2 separate regions of the Pan troglodytes genome follow, and region 1 is linked to region 2. The links are chromatin contacts, called in public Hi-C maps. All regions are on one chromosome and are shown on one strand. Each heading gives the region's core, a stretch centred on a gene start, on an enhancer-like site or on the middle of the called end of the contact. The rest is flanking DNA. Distances are from core to core; before and after follow the strand shown.

The links. A called contact is a pair of places that touch in the nucleus more often than the background predicts.
Region 1: a Hi-C map of stem cell-derived neural progenitor cells shows a contact between it and region 2, with 3 times the contacts expected there. The contact joins two enhancer-like sites. A contact is called at or near these places in 4 of 7 Hi-C or Micro-C datasets (blood, induced pluripotent stem cells and stem cell-derived neural progenitor cells) and 1 of 1 datasets of contacts at active chromatin or transcription factors (stem cell-derived excitatory neurons).

Annotation. Positions count from the first base shown.
Region 1 is chr9:128,413,685-128,416,766 of NHGRI_mPanTro3-v2.0_pri, forward strand. The region is part of intron 5 of KIRREL3 (kirre like nephrin family adhesion molecule 3); the gene reads right to left. Among named protein-coding and RNA genes, the nearest start is that of ST3GAL4, 74 kb to the left of the region's middle. Within about 2 kb of position 1,792, at least 7 of the 24 cell types and tissues checked have an H3K27ac peak or open chromatin away from gene starts, as enhancers often do. A contact at or near this core is called in stem cell-derived neural progenitor cells, where this site is marked.
Region 2 is chr9:128,254,627-128,257,609 of NHGRI_mPanTro3-v2.0_pri, forward strand. All of the region lies in intron 2 of DCPS (decapping enzyme, scavenger), which reads left to right. Among named protein-coding and RNA genes, the nearest start is that of DCPS, 15 kb to the left of the region's middle. Within about 2 kb of position 1,390, at least 13 of the 24 cell types and tissues checked have an H3K27ac peak or open chromatin away from gene starts, as enhancers often do. A contact at or near this core is called in stem cell-derived neural progenitor cells, where this site is marked.

The DNA of each region.
Region 1 (3,082 bases), core at 542-3,041, 160 kb after region 2:
ATTTGTCTGGAACACAGGATGGGAGAGGGCGGCAGGCCGAGCATGGTGACAGATCAGAGACACTTGGCTGAGTGGGGAGAAGGACGTTCGTGGGTTCTTTGATTTTGTTCTGCCGCAGACCCAGGGGCTCTGGGAGAGTCGGTGCTAGGAGCTCCAGCACTGACTACCGTGGAGGGAGGATGCCGAAGCCTCGGGGTGCATCTCCCACACCTTCAGCATCTTCTCCATCCCCAGGTTCCCCGCTGCAGCCCTGCAGTCAGCCTGCCATTTGTCCTGCCCTCCTGCCTCCTTCCCTCCCAACCTTTCTCTCACCAGCCTCCTCCATGTCACAAGCTGAGGCTATGATAGCTGAGTGAAGCCATACACGGCCTGCCATCTTAGAGCTGATGGGGAGGCCCTTGCCACTCCAGGCCAGTGCCCAAGATGGACATGTGTGCAGCCTTGGCACCTCCTGGGAGCTTGTTAGAAAAGCAGACTCTTGTGCTCCACCTCAGACCTCCTAAGTCAGAATCTGCCTTTGATAAGACCCCAGACAATTCACATACATTTTCAAGCTGGAGGAGTGCTGCTCTAAGGGTTCCGAGGTAGAAATCATGACAAACTGACAAGTGCTATGAAGGGAAGGCTCGCTGGACAAAGAGCACGTGTGGGGACCCTTGATCCCTTCACAGGCTTCCTGCTCCCTTCGCTCCCCCGGGCCCAGCCAGAGAAAGGGGCAGACTGCTCCCTGCTTACTAGCTTTGGAGTTACACGATCTTGTTTCAGAACAGCTTCCTTTGTGTATGCCGTTTCTTTAGCTTGGAATGCTGGCGTTCTCCTGGACCACTGGTCTTCTCCTGGGTCACTCTTACACACCCTTTGAGACTTAGTTCAGAGGGCACCCTCTCTGAGCGGCCTTTCTAGAATCTGCCAGTTGGGCCAAGTGTATAGGGCTTCTGTCTATGATCCCACAGCATCCTGGGCATCCCCCGACTCACTAGCTACCGCATCCTATGGAAATCTCTCTGTGTGTGTCTCTTCCCTGAACCGTGATCTCCATCTGGATCCCCATCTCCCAGCAGAGTGCCTGCCTGCTGCACAGGGCACAGGGTGGCATATGCATTTGCTGAGCAGAACTTGACTTGAGTCGATCACTTTGTGAGCCATATGATAGTGGACAAGATATATAATCCGACAACCTTAATCCTCTTATCTGGGAAGTGAGATAATAAAAATACCTATCTTGCAGGGTTATCATGAGGATTACCTTACAATATGAAAGATACACAGAGAACATTGTAAAAGGCTATACAAATGTAGGTTATTATGTCTAATTTTTAGGAATAATATTTAGGTTTGTGGCTGTGTGAAAAGTGCTGAGCCAAGGTCCTCTCATTTTATTCTCAATATCTTTTGAGGCAGGGACTATTAGGGTCTTCATTTTATAGGTTAAGAAGCTGAGACTCAGAGAGGGCAAATTACTTGGCAAAGACCACACAGCCATAAGTGGTGAAGTTGGAATTTAGACTCGAGATTTTGACCCTACAACATGTTCTGTTGGAGTTAGAGCAGCTCCCAGACTATCCTTGCAGCTGCAGCAGCCCTTCCATTAACCCCTGCCTTTGTCCTGGCCCTACAGCTCTGCGAAGCAGGCTCTCTGCCTGTCCCAGGGGGCATTCAGACCTGGCAGGTACTCTCCTCCCTTCCCTCCCCGCAATCTGAATTTCAGAGGGCCCCAGGAAGCATGAGCCTGGCTCGCAGTTGGTGCTTTGGCGATGTCTGCTAAGGGAACGGACGAATGTTGTTTGTAGTCCGCCCAGCTCCTTGCTGCCTTTTGTGGTTTTGCCCGGTTCTCAGGTTCTGGGCCGCGTGTAATCCCAGCCTCCGGTTTCCTCACTTATACAGATGCGCCACCTAATGGCCACAATGGAGAACTGCAGGATGTAGAGACAAGAGGGAGCTGACCTGGTTTTAAGAGTCAGCTTCCCAGTGGTAGCCGAACAATGTTTGGAGAAATTCGTATTGAGCACCTACTATACGCCAGGCCCTTTCTAAACACTAGGGACAAGAAGTTTCTGCCCTAGTGGAGTTTACCTTCTAGTGGGAGAGACAGACAATAAATGAATACACAAATACATACATAATATAAGGTTAGGTGTTGATAAGTACTAGAAGGAAAGTAACACTGGGCAGGGAATAGATACATCCTAAATTGGCCTCCGGGATTCCCTCCTGGCTTTTCTCCTTCCTCTCTGGTTGTTACTTTTTGTTTTCTTCCCATTCCTTAAATGCTGGTCTTCCCTAGTTAGCTCTTGCTGGCCATATCTCATTTGACACACTATCTAATGGAAAACCTTCACTTTTCTGTGAACTCAACTCACATCTTTAAGCTGATAAATTCCAAAGAAGCATCTCAGGCCAGACCTCTCTCTTGAGCTCCAGAGTCATGACCCAACTGTCCATGGGCCTTCGAAGCTCAGCAGGTGTGACACCACACTCAGCACCTCTCCCAGACACCCATCCATCCCCATATTCTGTATTTTGGAGAATGGCCCCACTGTTTGGGGACCAAGTCAGAAATCTGGGGGTCTTTCTGGATTCCACTCTCAGTCACCCTGCCTTGCCAACTAGCCTGGTTAACCCTCTGAAGTATCGCTCAGATTTGTCTCTTTCCATTCCCACAGGCTTCCTGGCTCAGCCATCATCCTTTTGTGCTTGGATTACAATAGTGCTTCTCCCCTCCACCTCCTAGTCCTCTGTGCTTTTCCAGAGTGACTGTTACAGAAGTCTGAATATTCACCTATCCAGTCAACCAGTAATTCACCCACCATGTGCTGAATGTCTAGCATTCCTCTGTTTCAAATCCTCTGAAAGTCCCTCATTGCCATCTAAATAGTCTGAACTTCTTGGCCACTGCTGACTCTTCGGCCTTGCTTTTCATCACTTCTTACCTCAATTCCTCCTTGTGGATAAGAGCCACCTGCATTTGTTGGAGTAAATCGCTCTTCCCCAATTGCCCCTTTCCATTTTTTATTTATTTATCTTTTTTGAGACAGAGTTTCACTCTTGTTGCCCAGGCCGGAGTGCAATGGCATGATCTCGG
Region 2 (2,983 bases), core at 140-2,639:
GTTGAGAGAGGCCATATTTTGGAGTGTTCAGCCTACAGCTTTTATTGTGGTCTGGTCTGCTCAACCCCAGCATAGTTTCTTTCTGTGTGTGGAGAAGTGGGGGGGCTCGCGGCTCTAAGGCCAAGCCTGTCACTTTATAGCTCCCTGACACACTGCACATTAGCTCTTGCTCTTCCTGTTCACGCGGAGCTTTGCAGAGTGCCATTAGCCCCACAGCCATCCTGAAGTCGCGTTTCGCACTCTCTATCCGTTGTAACTGAGGGCCTCTCCTGCCACCCCAGGGCTGCATTTGGAGTTACCAAATTTGCTTGTGGGCCAGGAGACCCTGGAGTTTTGCCATCAGGTGCTGTTGCCTCCCTACCCCCTCTGCTTTCTGGACTTCAGAGGACTAGCGAGAGGGAGGGAAGGAGCTGAGGGTTTGTACAAGAAGCCTGTCAGATCCAGGGTCTTGCTAAAGTCAGCGTCTGCCTCTCCTCTGTCTCTAATAGCAGCTCTGTGCTTTCCTAGAGACAGGTAATTAGTGGTTAGAGGCTTGCTGTGGAGTGGTTGAAGTTTCCAGTAGGATCCTGACCACACCCTTCAGCCGTGTTTATCCTTGACGTGGAGGTCTCTTCGGGCTTCACTTGAGCACTTTCAGTATTTCTGTAATGTAGGACAGAGAACACCCTGCCTTGCTTGGCCTGGGACCAGAGGATGACTTAAGATCCACGGCAGCCAGCCTTCCCTCCACCCTCTGGCCTGGTCTCCCCGTTACCATGCAGCCAGGGCTGAGGAGAGTGTCGCCTAGCCAGGGGACATCCCACAGAGGAGGAAAGAGAAGGCAGATCCAGGAGAGCCTCCCACCAACCTCTCGTTCTTTCAGGCTTTCTCTGGCATGCCTCACGGAGTCCAGTTATCTGACCCGTCCCTGGCTGCCTCTGCCTGGCTCTTGTGGAGAGGAGATGGCGGGTGGGCTTCGACTCAGATCATGCATTGCTGTTGCTTCTTCTCAGTGCTCCTGGGCCTGCACATCTGGGTTAAATAAGTTAAGCTGGCTCCTCCGAGCAAAGGGGAAGCAAAAGCCACAGACTGAGCCATAGAGATGAGCTCATCCTGTAGAAGCCATCAGCAACGGCTGGAAAGCAGTCTTGTTTGAACATGTGTATGGGAAGGAGAGCAGACTGTCTGTGGTTTGTGTTTTCATGTTTCATGTGCAGCAGCATTTTCCTGGGGATTTGGCTAAGCTAGCTTTGGCAGGGAGCAGAGAGGCAGCTGCTCTTAACTTTCCTCTAGATAGCCCTGCCTCCCACCTCTGAGAGCAGTTGGGCTTTTGTGTCTAGATGGGGGACAAAGGGTGGCTTTATTTATTAGGGAAGGGCTTGCAGCAGATCCTCAGGGTCTTGATGGACAAGTCAGAGCTGTGTTAGTCCGGGGCACATCAGCCTGCTCATCTGAGCTGCAGAGAGAAGGAACATATGCCTAGAGGGGCGCTTTTCAGCTGGAGGCATCACTATCATCATTCTCGCCGCTAGAACATCCTGTAGATGAAGAGCTGCTGCCCTGAACTCCACCAGGCCCCTCTTCTGGGACTTCCCCCTTCATGCCTCCCACCCCATAATCTAACACTGCTATGCTTGGTAGGGGAGGTGGTAGGGGACAGGATGGTACCACAAATGTAGGCCAAAACAGCTATTGTTTCTAGTTGTAAGCCAGTCTGGAAACAAGGTCCTCTTCCGTCTCTTTGTGCTCCCCCCAGAACCTGCTGTCCCGCAGCATTTGGCCACAGTATCCCCTGGTAAGGCTGTCCTCACACGGCTCTCCAGAGCTCAGGGGAGTGGACTCTCCTTCCCTGAGCTCCCCAGGAAGCATCGTGGAGGGCACAAGCAGAGCATGAGCAGTGTCATCTCTGCATGTCTGACCACACCCCCCGTCTGGACCTCACTTGCTCTGGCACCTCATTTTGCCCTCTGGTTTCGCTGACAGCTGTTTACGTGTCTCTAGGAAGAATTGGAACTAGTCATGTTTCTCCTATCTGATAGGGCTGCTTTTGGAAAACATGGCCCCACCACAGGTATCTTAGGAACGGCCCGAAAGAGGTTGGGCCTTTGGGATACGGGAGTATTGCATAGAGGAACCAGACTGCCTGGGTTCATATCTCATCTCTGCCACTATTAATAGCTGTGTGTCCTTGGGCAAATTACTCAACATCTCTGGGGCTCAGTTTTAAGGGGTAGCTTCCTTTTAACATATTTGTTACACAAGTGATATGTAAATATATATAACTCCATCATCCAGGATTGATCTCTCTTAACATCTCAGAGTGTGTCCTTTCAGATTTTTTTTTTTTTTTTTTTTTGAGATGGAATCTTGCTCTGTCACCCAGGCTGGAGTGTAGTGAGGCAGTCTTGACTCTCCATCTTTACCATCCTGGCCAGGCTGGTCTCAAACTCCTGACCTCAAGTGATCCACCTGCCTCGGCCTCTCAAAGTGCTGGGATTACAGGCGTGAGCTACGGTGCCTGGCCATAATATATTCTGTTCTACAGACTGTACTGTGAGGTCTAATCAGTGTCGGGTGTTATCTTAGGCACTGCACACACAGTATACGAAACAGAGTCCCTGCTCTCGTGGACTTGATGTTCCACTGGAGATGATCTTAAAGAACAAGCAAGTATGTCACGTGGCAACAAACAGCAAAGATTGAAAGTAAAGCATCATAAGGGAGACAGGAGGACAGGGACATGGGCTTCTAGTGCAAAGGGGACAGTTTGAATGCCCACCTACTTCCTTTATAGCCTGCTCTGACAATGATATTAAAGGAATATTCTTAAAAAAAAATTAACCCATCAAGACTACAAGGGCCGGGTGCAGTGGCTCATGCCCCTAATCCCAACACATTGGGAGGCCAAGGTGGGTGGATTGCTTGAGCCCAAGAGTTTGAGACCATCCTGGGCAACGTGGCAAAACCCCATATCTACAAAAAATACAAAAATCAGCCAGTTGTA